Linked DNA regions of Gossypium hirsutum: regions 2, 3 and 4 are each linked to region 1. Evidence: chromatin contacts called from public Hi-C data. All regions are on one chromosome and are shown on one strand. The core of a region is the stretch at or near the end of the contact, and the rest is flanking DNA. Distances in the headings are between cores, read along the strand shown. Region 1 holds the start of LOC107886301 (polyphenol oxidase, chloroplastic-like). Region 2 holds the start of LOC107962985 (splicing factor 3B subunit 2). Region 3 has its middle 70 kb from the start of LOC107962984. Region 4 holds the start of LOC107962984 (dof zinc finger protein DOF1.4).

What was found. Hi-C and Micro-C count contacts between places; a contact is called where the count stands out from the background.
Region 2: a contact with region 1 is called in a Hi-C map of leaf, with 2.4 times the contacts expected there. The contact joins the promoter of LOC107962985 here to the promoter of LOC107886301 in region 1. A contact is called at or near these places in 4 of 34 Hi-C or Micro-C datasets (leaf and petal).
Region 3: a contact with region 1 is called in a Hi-C map of leaf, with 4 times the contacts expected there. The contact joins the enhancer-like site here to the promoter of LOC107886301 in region 1. A contact is called at or near these places in 2 of 34 Hi-C or Micro-C datasets (both in leaf).
Region 4: a contact with region 1 is called in a Hi-C map of leaf, with 3 times the contacts expected there. The contact joins the promoter of LOC107962984 here to the promoter of LOC107886301 in region 1. A contact is called at or near these places in 2 of 34 Hi-C or Micro-C datasets (both in leaf).

What each region holds. Positions count from the first base shown.
Region 1 is chrA06:89,686,411-89,690,097 of Gossypium_hirsutum_v2.1, reverse strand. It overlaps LOC107886301 (polyphenol oxidase, chloroplastic-like), which reads left to right and starts at 1,801. Exons shown (of 1, transcript NM_001326725.2): 1 at 1,801-3,687. The coding sequence starts at 2,018.
Region 2 is chrA06:90,498,666-90,502,352 of Gossypium_hirsutum_v2.1, reverse strand. It overlaps LOC107962985 (splicing factor 3B subunit 2), which reads left to right and starts at 1,822. Exons shown (of 18, transcript XM_016899590.2): 1 at 1,822-2,202; 2 at 2,518-2,637; 3 at 2,726-2,854; 4 at 2,959-3,021; 5 at 3,331-3,438. The coding sequence starts at 1,930.
Region 3 is chrA06:90,295,380-90,299,066 of Gossypium_hirsutum_v2.1, reverse strand. No RefSeq gene overlaps it. Among protein-coding and RNA genes, the nearest start is that of LOC107962984, 70 kb to the right of the region's middle. Within about 2 kb of position 1,741, at least 1 of the 9 cell types and tissues checked has an H3K27ac peak or open chromatin away from gene starts, as enhancers often do. A contact at or near this core is called in leaf, where this site is marked.
Region 4 is chrA06:90,225,427-90,229,113 of Gossypium_hirsutum_v2.1, reverse strand. LOC107962984 (dof zinc finger protein DOF1.4) reads left to right here and starts at 1,621. Exons shown (of 1, transcript XM_016899588.2): 1 at 1,621-3,137. The coding sequence starts at 2,121. The coding sequence ends at 2,954.

The sequences.
Region 1 (3,687 bases), core at 552-3,051:
AATAAGAAAAGTCTTCAATGGTGTGAATATGTTTTTGTCACTAAATTTGAACTTTTTTATTCTTATTTTGCCTACTTCACTAAACATCTTTGAATATTGGTTTTGGGTAATTGAAATCTAAAATTTGGTTTTTGGTCAGAACTGGAGAAGAATAAATGAATCCGGAGAGAGAATATGTGTTAATTAATTAACTCATTTTTTATAAAAAAATTCAAAAAAATCATTTTAATGCACATTGCGTAATATAATTGATTATTTAATACGTGTGGTATAATCTAATTTAATTGGTTGAAAATGATATTATATTTTTCCTCGAAAAATATATAAATAATATTATATTTTTTACTTTTTTTAATATATAATAATCATTTAATTATTTTTATATTTAATTATATGTGTCTAAGAATTAAATTGATAGTATTTGTAAATATGGAGGGTTAAATTTATTGAATTATTTAAAACTAGGATCAAATTGATAGAATGTATAAATATTGAGAACTTAATGGTGTATTATACCAGTTAAAAAGATTATGACTTCACTTCTGTTAACCATTTAACAAAGAGTTGTCAAAACAGAAATACGGTACTAGTTGGGTGATGAATTGTATAGTTTACCCGTAAAATTAAGGGTTTAAATGGATAAAATTCTTAGACTAGAGACTTATGTGACTAATAATTAAGTATGAGGGTTTGCTTAAACATTATGTAGTAATTTGTGGACTTTTTTAGTGCATTAATCTTATTTTAATTTACAGAACTAAACCAATAAAAGAAATCAAAATTCTCTTTAAGAAATTTCATCAAAAATAATATTGAATTTTTTTATAACTTTTGTTTAGATTTTTTATGACTTTTTAAAATAATTTTTAAATTTTGAAAGAGCTTAATTGATTTTTTTAGATTTGTTATCTTTGTCCTAATTTCACAATTTTTTAATTTACTTCAAATAAAAGAGTATGAGTCAAATTAAATAAATCTATAAAATTTGAGGACTAAATTTATTACTATATCTTATATATAAACACAAAAATAAATATTTAATAGTGAAATTTTAATGAAATGATTATTTTATTCATTCATTTAAGATATAGAAATTATTTTTTAATAAAATGCAAACCAAAATATAGTATAAGAGGTTTTGTCGTATTTTTAACCTTGATTTTCCTGTCCCGAAATATCTTCTTTGTTGGTGAATGAAGCCCATGTTATCGATATCGATCCACTAGCACATAATGCATTAATTAAATCCCGGTGAGGTATCCCAGAATATACGAAAACGATGAATCGAGTCCCTCCCCAATACCAAAGGTAGAACAGAAAGAAGATATTAAAAGCAAAAAGTCAAATCAACCTACAAAGCATCCCTTTCAAATGCATTCAATATTGCCCCATTGGAGCAAAAATATTTACTGATCAGAATTTATACCTATGAAAGTGTATATTTTTGTGTATCATACATTGGAGACGTCATTATAACATTCAAAATATATAAAAGAAACTAATAAAATTTTAAAGAACATAAATGTTTTTTAAAATAATAATTTTGATACTTAAATGAGTTAATTAATTATTCAAGTTTAACATAGTAAAGTGTATATATATATTTTAAAAATGTTTAGATCTATATAATTTTAAATTTATGTGCTCTAAAATAGAATTAATTATATTGTAATTAGATTATAAAATAGATTGATTAGTGAGGAAGAAAATTTCGCTGCCCTACTGTGTAAGATTTTAAATCCACATTTGTGAAAATTTTATTCTCTTTTGACTAAAAAAATTGACTGGTCTGCTGTGTTGATTTTTCTAATTAACGGAGGCGGCATGCTCTATATATTAGCCATCGAATTTCACTTTGAACATAACTAGTTCCAACAGGTCCCATTCTACTTTATCCCTATTGTTTGCAGCCACAGTTTTGTTATCTTGCTAAAGGCACTTCGATTTTTGGTTACCAATTTCCACATAAAAAGCTTAATTCTATTAATCAACATCTTTGAGACCAAACTACACGGCAATGGCTTTCCCTGTCGTCAATTCACCATCATCAAACCCCGTCATTCTTCCCAGTTCCTGCATTCCAACTTCATGCCTTCCCAAAACATCACCACTTTTCATATTCAAGAAGAAAAAGCCTTTCTCCAAAAAACTAGTGTCATGCAAAGCCAGCAATGGGAACCAAAACAATGAAGGCTCTTCATCTCTCAATAGCTTCGATAGAAGGGATATTCTTCTTGGCCTAGGAACTCTGTATGGTGCAACCAACCTTGTGAGTGACCCATTTGCATTGGCAGCCCCAATAGCCGCCCCTGACCTCTCGCTTTGTGAGAATTCAACCGTAACATCTTCAAGTTCAGGAACCAGCATAAGTGTCCCTTGCTGCCCACCAAAAACAACAAATATTCTAGATTTCAAACCACCTCGGTTTTCCACGATACGGTTAAGGCCGGCAGCACATTTAGTTGATGCTAACTACTTGGAGAAATTTACAAAGGCCATGGAGCTGATGAAAGCTCTCCCTGATGATGATCCTCGTAGTTTCAAGCAACAGGCCAATGTTCATTGTGCCTATTGCAATGGAGCTTACGATCAAGTGGGGTTTCCGGATCAACAACTTCAAGTTCACTTCTCATGGCTTTTTTTCCCATTCCATAGGCTATATCTCTATTTCTACGAGAGGATTTTGGGGAAGCTGATTGGTGATCCAAATTTCGCGATGCCATTTTGGAACTGGGATTCTCCCCCAGGAATGGCTATCCCTAAAATATATGTAGACCCTAACTCTCCACTCTATGATGAAAAGCGCAACGTGAACCACCAACCACCCAATATGCTCGATCTTGATTATGCTGGCACTGAGGAAGAATTATCAAAGAGAGATCAAATAAAAAGTAACCTCAGCGTGATGTACAGGCAAATGGTAACCTACAAGACCGCTTCTCTTTTCCTTGGAGCGGCGTACCGTGCCGGCGATGATCCCAGTCCAGGAATGGGTTCAATTGAGAACAATCCTCACACAGCCGTTCACCGGTGGGTTGGTGATAAGCGACAGCCATTTTCTGAAGACATGGGGAACTTCTACTCTGCGGGTAGAGACCCATTGTTCTACGCTCATCACTCCAATGTCGACCGATTGTGGAGCATTTGGAGGACATTACCAGGGAAGAAGCGAACTGATTTCACTGATACAGATTGGCTCGATTCCTCGTTTCTTTTCTACGATGAGAACGCAAATCTGGTTCGAGTCAAGGTTCGTGATAGCCTTAACATGAAGACTTTCGGGTATGATTACCAAAAAGTTAATATTCCATGGCTCAAAAACAAGCCAATTCCACGAAAGTCAGGTCGGGGTAAAAGTGGTGGTCAAGCAGTGGCGGCGGAAACAAAGAACACCACCCCTATCAGTATTGCCTTCCCTATAGCCTTAGACAAACTAGTGCGCGTTGAGGTTCCAAGGCCAAAGAAATCAAGGACTAAGCTCGAAAAGGAAGATGAAGAAGAAGTTTTGGTTCTACAAAACATTCAACTAGACCGAGATGCAGCAGTGAAGTTCGATGTGTACATTAATGATGAAGACGACGAGACACCGACTGAACCGGAAGATTCAGAGTTCGCTGGGAGCTTTACGAATCTACCGCATAACCATCACAAGACTGGGATGAAGCTTAACACTAATTTAACATTGCC
Region 2 (3,687 bases), core at 573-3,072, 810 kb before region 1:
TTGTTTTTTAATAGGGACGTTAATCAACACATTAATCATTAACTTCCTAAAGTGCTTGTTTAATTATTCATATTAATCCCTGATAAATAAATTATTATTAAGATTTTATCTAAATAATTATTATTTAAATGTCAATTTAGTTTATTTCATTATTATGATTTTATGCAAATATTATTTTTAAATGTCAATTCTCTAATATAGTATAAAATAAATGGTATTTTTGTCTATTCAAAATTTTTTCCAAATTTGTAATTTTTTGAAGAGAAATTCATTAATTTATTCAATTAATAAGACCATACAATTCAAGGGAAAAAATAACAAACACCTATTGTACGTGCTAAAGGACAAGCTCTATCAACACAACAAAAACTTCAGCTTCAACATCAATAGAACATTATGGCACGTTGACAATCGGTTCTATCACAACTCAAGTACAACATATCACGAGTGATTGCAAACACTTAATACAATAAGGAAATCAACCTTAGATGGTCCAAAGCGGCGGGCATAAATCAACAAAAGAATTGAACATCCACCAAACTAGAGGGGACGGTGACAAAACCAACCCTAAAATTACTCGCAAAAATAAGACTACATGCATAAGCAAGACTAAAAAGCATTCTATAAGAATAGATAAAAACTTCTAAAAGTGAAAACTTATTAAATAATGGAAAAACAAACAAAAAAACAAAAACTTAAGATAACACGAGTCCAAACCGACTCATGAAATCATTTATCATTCTGAAATTCTCAAAATAGAAACAGATTAAGAAGTCAACGAAGAGCTACTCATTTTCTAAAAGAAATTGTCGGTGGTCGATAGTGTTTCAACTATTATAAGCACTGTTATCTATCCATCACAACTTGTAAAGACAACAAAGATACCCACAAAATAGAACTGCAAGCTGAAAAGAGAGAAGACGCATGGAGTGAATGTAAAGGAGAAAGAAAAAGAGGGTTGATGGGCAAGAGAAAAAGGTGGGCGATAACTAGCTCGGAGGCTAACACTGCCGCTAGGCAAAAACAAAAAGAAACAAATGATTTGGAGAAAAAAAATAAGGTTTCCCAAACTCTACTTTATATATATTATAGATAAAAAATTAAAATTAATAGATAATGAAATGTGCTTGTGTTATGAACTTGGACTTTAGTTGAGCTAGCCTCGTGGCGTTAATATTCAAGAGTTTTGAATAAATTTTTTCAATTGCATTGATAATTCAAGTTATGAATGATTCAAAGAATGCTTTTATTTATAGTGGAGCTCATCTTACATCAAAAGTACAAAGTAAATTATGTCAATGGTTTACATTTAAACCTATCTATAATTAAGGGCAGATTTAAGGAATAGGCAGAGTGAATTTGGTCCCCAAAAATGAAAATAATGTAATATGGTACCTTTATGAACAATGAAAATTTAAGTTAATATATAGTTAAAATTACATTTTAGTCTAAAAAAAAATTTGTTCAATCCATTTAAAAATGATGAAATTAAAAATTAATAAATAATAAAATTATATTTTAACTTATTAAAAATTTATAATTTAATTCCTATTTCCCGTTGATATAAAGTGATAAAAAAGTTGAACTCTATTACTCATAAAATATAAATTATTGGAGTGTTTGTTGAAGAGTTTGATTTCTTTCTTTTTAAATAGCGGCCCAACCGGGCCTAGGAAAATCTGGAACTTATATTTCGGTAAATACAAAGGTCCATTAAAAATTAGGCGGAATAAAATAGACAACTTCAAAGCCCAACTTCTCTCAAGTCCGACCATAACTATATAAAGGCCCAGCTTTTGTCACGTGCGATTATATCCACACGTGGGTATCCCTCGCTATATTTAGGCCTCCCTTTCATCTTCCCCATTTCCCACTCGCTCTCGAAATCAAAACCCTTGCCAATCCATTCCTCGGATTAAACAAAGAGAGATGACCGCTGAGATACTCCCCAACCAGAACGGCTCCGTCGTTTACAACGGAGATCTGAATAAGTCTAACTCTAACCCTAACCCCATCTCCAACCCTTCCGCCGCCTCCAAGAAGTCCCGCGAGAGCGAACGACGTCGTAGAAGGCGCAAGCAGAAGAAGAATAAGAGTAAGAATACCTCCCACCAAGAAAATGACGCCGCAGACGGTCCCGTTTCCGAAGCCGGTGACAGCGACGCTGCCGAAGATGAAAAGAAGAATTCCTATCAGCAGCAGGTATCCAGCTATTTTTCCTTCCCTTCTTTTTTGTTTTGAGGTTTCTATGTTTTTAGTGAATCGATTGTTTCGTCTGGTTTTTGCATGTCTTTGTGCATAATACAAGTTCTATAGTGACTTAAGAATTTTCGATTTTCTTTAGATGGAATAGAATTGAGTTTTTATTTTGGGTTTAACTGTAGTTTGAAAATTTTCTTATGGCTATTTTGTTATTGTTGTTTTCTTAAATTCAGCATATTTCACTCTAATCTTACATAATGTAAGTTGCATTTGTTTATAAGTAAACTAAGCATTTTCTTTTGTTTGACACTGTAGGTAATGGAAGAAGTTCAGGTAGAGTACGTTCCTGAAAAAGCTGAGTTAGATGATGGCATTGATGAGGAATTTAGGAAGGTTTTTGAAAAATTCAGCTTCTGGGAAGCTGCTGGTTCTGAGGTGAAATGAAATTCAGTTTTATATGATCAATTAATTTTCGAATTTCCTTGTTAGTTCTCTAAAGAAACTTGTAATTCTATTTGTACAGGAGACTGACAAGAAGGACGAGTCTCCCCAAGATGCTGATGCAAAGAAGGGGGCTGATTCTGATTCAGGAGAGGAGGAGCAGGATAATCAACAGAAAGAGAAAGGTGGCTTATCAAATAAGAAGAAGAAGGTTTTTGGTTTCTCCTTATATTTTCTGAGATTATTTGTGTTATTATATGTAGTTCATTTTGATGAGACTGAAACTGAAAATACTTGTTTTGATATTGTTGACAGCTGCAAAGGCGGATGAAAATTGCTGAGTTAAAACAGATTTGCTCAAGGCCTGATGTTGTAGAAGTATGTTTCTCTTACTGTTTATTTGATGTTTGCTTCTTTTCTTGTTCCTCTCTTGTTTGTTTTTAAACCAGTGTTAAAACAAATTTATATTCCAATGTTGAATCAGAGCACATTTGCTATGAATTTTTTATTTTTATTTTTTGAAATGAAGTTTTTTTCCCATGGCTATTAAGGGATCTTATTTTTCTAATCTTTTGTTATGAATTTTTTCATGAAATACTGTTGGAATATTGCGACTCAAATGGAGAATAATGTTCACTTCTGTTTTTATAACTCAATAGCTCATAATAGATATGATTATTTTGTCAGGTTTGGGATGCAACTGCTGCTGATCCCAAGTTGCTGGTGTTTTTGAAGGCATATCGAAACACTGTTCCTGTGCCAAGGCACTGGTCTCAGAAAAGGAAATATTTGCAGGTTAGTAATTCTTGCATCCATGACGATTAATATGGGTCAAATATGTGTTCATGGTTCATAGGCATAATCTTTAGTGAGTGATATAGGAAGACGGTGAGGGAAGATCAAGTCGATAAGGCTTCTCTTATATGCATATATGTGCTTCTTGCAGGGGAACAGCTGAGACAACCCTGGAGCCTGGACTTATAGGTGTTTTGCAGAAAGGACTCTTGATTGATTTCTCTTATATTATGACTGCTTTTTTGGTTG
Region 3 (3,687 bases), core at 492-2,991, 610 kb before region 1:
CTATAGAAACAAACGGCATCAGTATTGGAGCCATGTACAAGGAGATATCCAAGTCGTAATGCGCAAAGGTCAGGGTAGTCGATCCCTGTAACATGGGAGACTTTGACTAATAAACTGTACTAATTGGCCCGACCAAAAATTCTAGAAAAAAATATGTAGATGGGCATATGAGTCTAGTTTCAGGGAAAAATCACGAAACTGATTTTCGAGTTGTGAAACTCAAGATATGATTTTTAAAGCGACTATTACGCAGATTGGCAGTGTCTGGAAAATTTTTAAAAGTCTGTTAACACCTCGTGTTCGACTCCGGTGACGGTCTCGGGTTCGGGGTGTTACAAGTCCCTACTTGTTTCTAATGCTTAAATTGGGCCTCGGGGGGTCCATTCAAGGGACGATATGATTAGTTTTGGATATGAATAGTAAATGATATGAATTATCTATATTTGTTCTGTAAACTACGATAATGCTCTGTAACCCTATTCCGATGACAGTTATGGGTTAGGGTTGTTAAAAAATAACTCTCAGATTCTAGGTTTAGGGTTTAAGGTCTCGAGTATAGGATCTAGGGCCTCAAGTGTAGAGTTTTCACATTTCTTTATAATTAATTATTATTTAATTATATTTTTTTGAATAATCTCATTATAAGTTTTGATCAAATCTGCTTTTTTTGACACAATACCTAGAACTACCTATAGCCCCTATGCGACCCATAAATAGTAGGATAATGCGCACTTAAACCCACGTTCTCCTATATTGGCAACAGTTTTTGTGCCAGTTAAGCTAAGACTCAATCGTCTATTATTTAATTATGTTTAAACAAAGCTATTAGTATTTATTTATGGATCTTCCACTATTTTTTGTTTTATTTAATAATTGGGTGTTAAGTTATTATTCACCAATAGTGTATGAGACTTATGTACAAGCAGTGTATCAAATATTCCCCTAAAAAATATTTTTGTGAAATTATATTCATAAATAAAATTTTTAGTAAATAGTTTTCAGGAAAAATCATTAATTTGAATTGCGAGGATTATAGACGTAATAAAATGAAAGTGTACATGCTTTTAACATTCATGCAAGAGTTGAACTAACAGAAATGAAGTAATTTCATTTGATGGATTCAAATTAACTAAATTCTAAGAACCAAGAGAGAGCAAAATCGATTAAAGGGGATGTCAAGAGTAGTAAAAAGGATGTGACAAGAAACGCTTGGAAAGTGGGAGATTTATTTTATTTTTTTTAAAAGGTTATTCATGATTCATGCATTATTTTTATAATTGTTGTTTTGAATCAAATAAATGTTTTTATATTGTGATACAGCAAATAGAAATTCATGATTCATTCTCGATTCTGAATCACTTTCCAACTGCTTCCTAATATGGGACAACATGATTTATTGATTTAAACATTACGATATCACACCCCCTCCCCCTCAAAAAATAAAAATAAAAATAAAAAATTCATGGTATTAGGTCAAAATTTTGGTCCCCTCACGGCTACGTGTTGAACTTCCTTGTTCATGATTTAACATGGCTGTTGATGGGTCGCTGTTCAATCATGCTTCAGCAGCTTTGTTTTCTTTTCAAAAACTATTATTTTCCCCTCTTTTCCGATGAAAATTTAAGTGAATTCAATTCTCAAAAAAATTTGGACCAACCTTCGAACACCACCATAGTCGTGCTCAAACCATGATTTCACCATCAATTGCCATAGTGGTCCAGCAATGGAGGCTCTCATCACCTATGGCGTTTCCACACATGCTGAAATTTCAAGGATCGTTGTATTTTAATGTGCAAATACAAGGATAGTTATATATCTATATATATTAGATACTTTATCCCACGCATATGTGTGAAAATTACGTATTTAGAATATAAATTTGTGAAGGTACATTAAATAAAAAGATTAAAGTAACTCTCAAATAATATAAATTCATGTTAAATGTGAAGTAACATTAAAGTAATTTCTCTAACTAGGCCGAGATTCAGTTGATGGATGACATATTAAAATAAATTGTACACATTAAAATAAATAGTATAGATATATAATTGATGGAGATAATAAATTGTGCACATTAAAATAAAAATATATAAAAAATAATAAAATTAAACTTTGGTTGAGTGGTAAATTTAAGATTTTGCTAACTCAATTGGCATGAGTTCAAATCCCATTATATGCATAATTTTATTGTATTTTTTTTTTAAAATAAAAGACTAAAGGAACTCTCAAATAATATAATTTATTTAAATATGAAGGGACATTAAATAGTTTTCCTAACTAAGTTAGGACCCAATTGATGAGTGACACCTACTCAGTAAACAACTTTATAAATAGTATAGATATACAAATGATAGAAGCAATAAATTACAAAAGAATATTTCTATAATTTTCCTAACCGCGCTAGAGCATAATTGACTTGTGATAACAACTCAGTAAAGGGCTTTGTAAATAGTATAGATATTATAAAAACTCAATAACAACACTTAAAAAAGTATATTGAAAAAAAAATCATATATGATGGAATTTTTGTTATGTGTTTAAAGAGTGTACATGGAATATTAAAAAAAGTGTACACAATAATTTCCATTTTTTATCATTATGATATTGGAGAGGGAAAAGATGACAAAGTTTATGTAACACACCAAACCCAATCCTTAAGGAGGATCCATGAATGATGCATCACTGCCTTAAAATCATTATCTTTAAAACTATATCGGCTCAAATCAATTTAAGCTATAGTTTAAATTAGTATAAAAATATAAAGTATTTATCATTCAAGAATAAATAAGATAGTACCCTTTGAAAACCACAATATTTCACTAAAATTTCATTTGAAACATAGGTTCATGATCATGAGTTTAGATACAAAATACATTCTTCAAAATGTGAATGTCTTGACACCACCACCATGTCATGCATAATACAAAATATAATAAGTCGTAGACGACGATAGTCCCCTAGCATTGTTTTCAGAGATTCCTTTATTTCGTCAGAATACCTGAGAAGGAACGTTAACTAAGTAAGTTCAAAGAACTTAGTGAGTTCCAAAGGAAAAACATTACAATAGTCACATAAAATGCAAGTTAAACTTTTCAACTCTGCATAGTCACACAGTTGGCCAATTGGCGAATACCAAATATAGACAGACTATACGTCAAACACTATTCCTTTAGCCTGTACTATATGCCCATGCAATCATACAAACTACCTTCTTTGTGTTAGCCACAAACCCTAGTCCATATGTAGAGTCATACCATTCGTTCATTCATTTTTCTTTGCCATGATTTATCAATCTAGTTTGCAAAAATATTTGCCCTACCAAAGGTTATACGAGCATTTTCATGTATTGAGATCTATTAGTTTAATGCTCATTTCATTGAAGACAACGCCATGAATTCATTTCCATGTTTCAGATCACATTATTCATTTTAGAAACAAAAGGTAGTGGTTTAAACACGAAGAAAGATCCTTACATCTTTAACACGAACATATAAAATCAGACTAATAACAACAAACATGCATTATTCTGGCACAAATATTTCATCTCCATAGAACATGTAAAATTAACTTAAACCAAACATAAACAAAGGCACTACACACACATGGAGTAAGAAAGAACTTACCAAAAAGTGCAACAAGTTCAAATAGTAGGACTTTTGCCCTTATCATGAGAACCTTCAAAAGTGT
Region 4 (3,687 bases), core at 372-2,871, 540 kb before region 1:
GTTTCTGGCCAGGGTGTGTGCCTTGGCCGTGTACCTTAAATTGGATGCTGACGTCAGAAACAGAATGTCAAGGTTTTTAGACATGGGCTAGGACACGAGCATGTCATGGCCGTGTGAGGGACACGGGCCATAGACACGGGCGTGTGTCAGGCCAGGTGAAAACCCCTGTAAGTTCGAATTTAAAATTTAATTCACATGGGCATGGGACATGGGCGTGTCCCTAAATACTTACACGGGCCATCAGCACGGCCATGTTATAATGACCACACGGGTGTGTTGCCCTTCCACACGGGCGTGTGCCCTGTTTCAAGAATCATTTTTTTAAGTCGGTTTAAGGACCCGAGTTGGTTCCGAGTGATTTCTAATGAATGTTTGAGGCCTCGTAGGTCCGTATTAAGAAGATTAATCAAGGTTCGAAAAAGTTTAAATTTGATCACGTCTTGATGACTCAGAAATGATCGTGTGCTTGTGTTAAAGTTTAGTAATGCCTCGTACGCCGTCCCGGGGTAGGGCACGGGTGTGGAGTGTTATAGGTTGCATAGTTATCAAGTGGATTTTTTTTAAATTTTAAAATATCAGACTAATAAATTTAAAAAATTATTTTAATTATGTTAATAATTTAACTTAAAATTTTAAATTTAAAAGATTAAATTTCAAAAAATTAAAATAGAAAAAATAAATTATTGTGAAGAGAATAACAACCTAAAGCATATTTTAACATAACTATCATCTTTCAAAAATAGTAATATGAGCCAAGATTTGGTTGAAGTATTAATTAAAACTTTAATCCAACACTCAAATAACATGAATTCAAACCTTGTAATCACTTACCTCTACCAATATTATAACGATAAAAAAAACTAAATTACACCCTAAATCTGATTCGCTCGGGGTTCATGTGCGGAACAGAAATGAAGTGAATTATTGACTTTAGATTTCTTTGCTTCTTCTGCCATTTTAGAGAAAAGAGACAAGTCAATTTCATGGATGGTGGTGACTGCTAATTTGACACCAAATGGGCCCTAATTAACTAGCTACAAACCATATATATTTATTCATACTATAAATATAGCAATAGCTTCAAATTTCTACGGATGGATGGTACTGGCTACTCTTTTTATTAGAAGGGGTATCATTATAACCATATTGATTATAAACTATACAAGACAAGATGATTCTTACATTTAACTCTCAAATTTTCATAATTTCAATTTTATCATGGCATGGGCTACTCTTGAATCTTTGATGGCAATAATTTTACCAATTTAGCTATAAGAATATTATGGAAGAGTAGATTATATTTTATTTATTTTACTTTAAAAATAAGTAAATTAATCCCTTTGTATTATATTAAAAAAGAAATAGACTATTTTTATTAAAAATTTCATTCTTTTTAATTGTTAACAATTGATGTTAATGATGAAATAATTAAATATTTTTATCACCGTGTATTATTTGTTTCTCATACTAACATAAAATGATTATTTTTTAATAATAAAAATAGATAAAAAAATTTAAAAAATATTAATTTTCTCATATAAAAATTAATTAATTTATTTTTAAATGAAAACACAAAATAGACTGAACCTCGAGGCGATATATCATTTTCATAGATATGGTGGAGCCAACGCGTGCATGCAAGTGGTTAACTAAGTTACAGTTCCTTAATACTTAATATAGTACAACATGAAACTCTTTACCCTTCTCTTTACAGATCATTCAATCACTCCACTGTCAACGGTCCACCAAATCCCACGTGTCACCAACCGCCACCATCACCTTCACCCCTAAGCAACTCTCTTTCTCCATTTCCTTTTGCTCTATAAAGTTCTTTTGCACCATCACATTACACCACACAACAAACAAATTTCATTAATTTTGATTCTCTTTTTTACCTTACTAACTCATACTACAATATTAAATATTATTATTATTCCCTTTGTATAATATGAACGATGGAGAGGGCGCTCAAAGACTGCTCATTTCTCATCACCTTCTTCCGATTATCTGATCCCTTCTTTCACTTCCATTCAAAAGCTTGAAATTTTTATGGTTTTGAAAGAGCTTCTGAAGTTGACACACACACACACACATATATAGAGATAGAGAGAGAGAAAAGGATGGGATTGAGTTGTAAACAGGTTTCCAGTGATGAGGTTGAGTGGATCCAGGGCCAGTCTTTGTTGCAGGCTCCAACTATGGAGCGTCCAAAAGCTTCATCAATGAAAAGGCGACATCATCAAGAAAACCAGCTGCAGCAATCGGAACCGCCATTGAAGTGTCCAAGGTGTGATTCTTCCAACACAAAGTTCTGTTATTATAACAACTATAACAAGTCACAACCTAGGTATTTTTGCAAGACCTGTAAAAGACATTGGACTAAAGGCGGTAATCTTCGCAATGTTCCCGTTGGTGGAGGCCGTAAAAACAAGCGGCATCAGACATCCGCCGCCGCTTCTGCCAGTAAAACAACCACTACTACCATCAAAAGCTCCACCTCTTCCGCTATTCAACCGCATCAGCTTCCGCCTGCCGATCAAAAGTACATACCGAACATCAAATTTCAGTCATCGTTGCAGCAAAATTCTGTAAATTGCAGAAACTCGGAGAGAGAAATTTTCAGCACAAACAATGGCGTCTGCTTGGATTCTACCATGTCTCAAGGCTTACAGACTCCATTTCCTTTGCCGTTTCCATTTTCAAGTTCAAGCTCATATTCTTTGGAAACATCCCCATCTTCAATATCAGCCTCGTTTCAGTCTTCGAGTCTCTACAACCATAGTGGAGAAACGAGGGGGGATCCAACAGGTTCACAGACCTGGCAAGAACCTATTACCAGCAATGGCATTGAAATGGCAAACTACTGGAATTGGGATGATATTGATGCACTTGTCTCTACTGATCTCAACATTCCATGGGATGACTCTGAGATCAAACCATGGAAAGATCTTTAAACCATGCATATATATTAATTATACATGTTGTCCGGTTCAATTTTTTTTCTCTCTTAAATATATTTGTTACTCTAAGAATTCCTTTTTTTTGGGGGGGGGGTAATTTTCCCCTTTCTGAGATTGATTAATTAACTAGAAATTGCCCCGGAAATGTTGAGAGATTTTTTTCCTTCTATTTTTCAATATTTTGTTGTCATTTTTAATCTGAATATTAGTAACAAGAAAAAAAAACACTTAGATCAGACAGCTTATTAAAGAAACATCAAGAACCAAAAATGGAAAAAGAAAAACTAAAATCTATGGTTATATATTAATTGTTAACTTCATAGAATGCTATGTTTTGTTTTTGTTTTTTTTTAGTGTTATTTTTTTGTTGGTTTTTAAGGTTAAATGAATGAATTTATCTACTTTTAACTAATTTTTATTTTTTAATATTATCTAAAGACACATGCTATGTCTTACTTCTACTTGTCGAATTTTTTAATTCCACTTACCGGGAAACAATAATTTTTCTTTATTTTAAATACTATAGTCTATCACCTAAGGTTTAACATTCTACAATTAAGTCGAAATTATATATGAATTTTAATTAGAATAAAATTTTGATTAGGTTTTGAAATGTTTATATAAAATTTTTATTTGATTCATTTATATATTTTTTAAAAAATAAATAGATCAATTTATTTTTTAGATAATAAATGTAATTATTTGTATATACAGTATATAAACATAA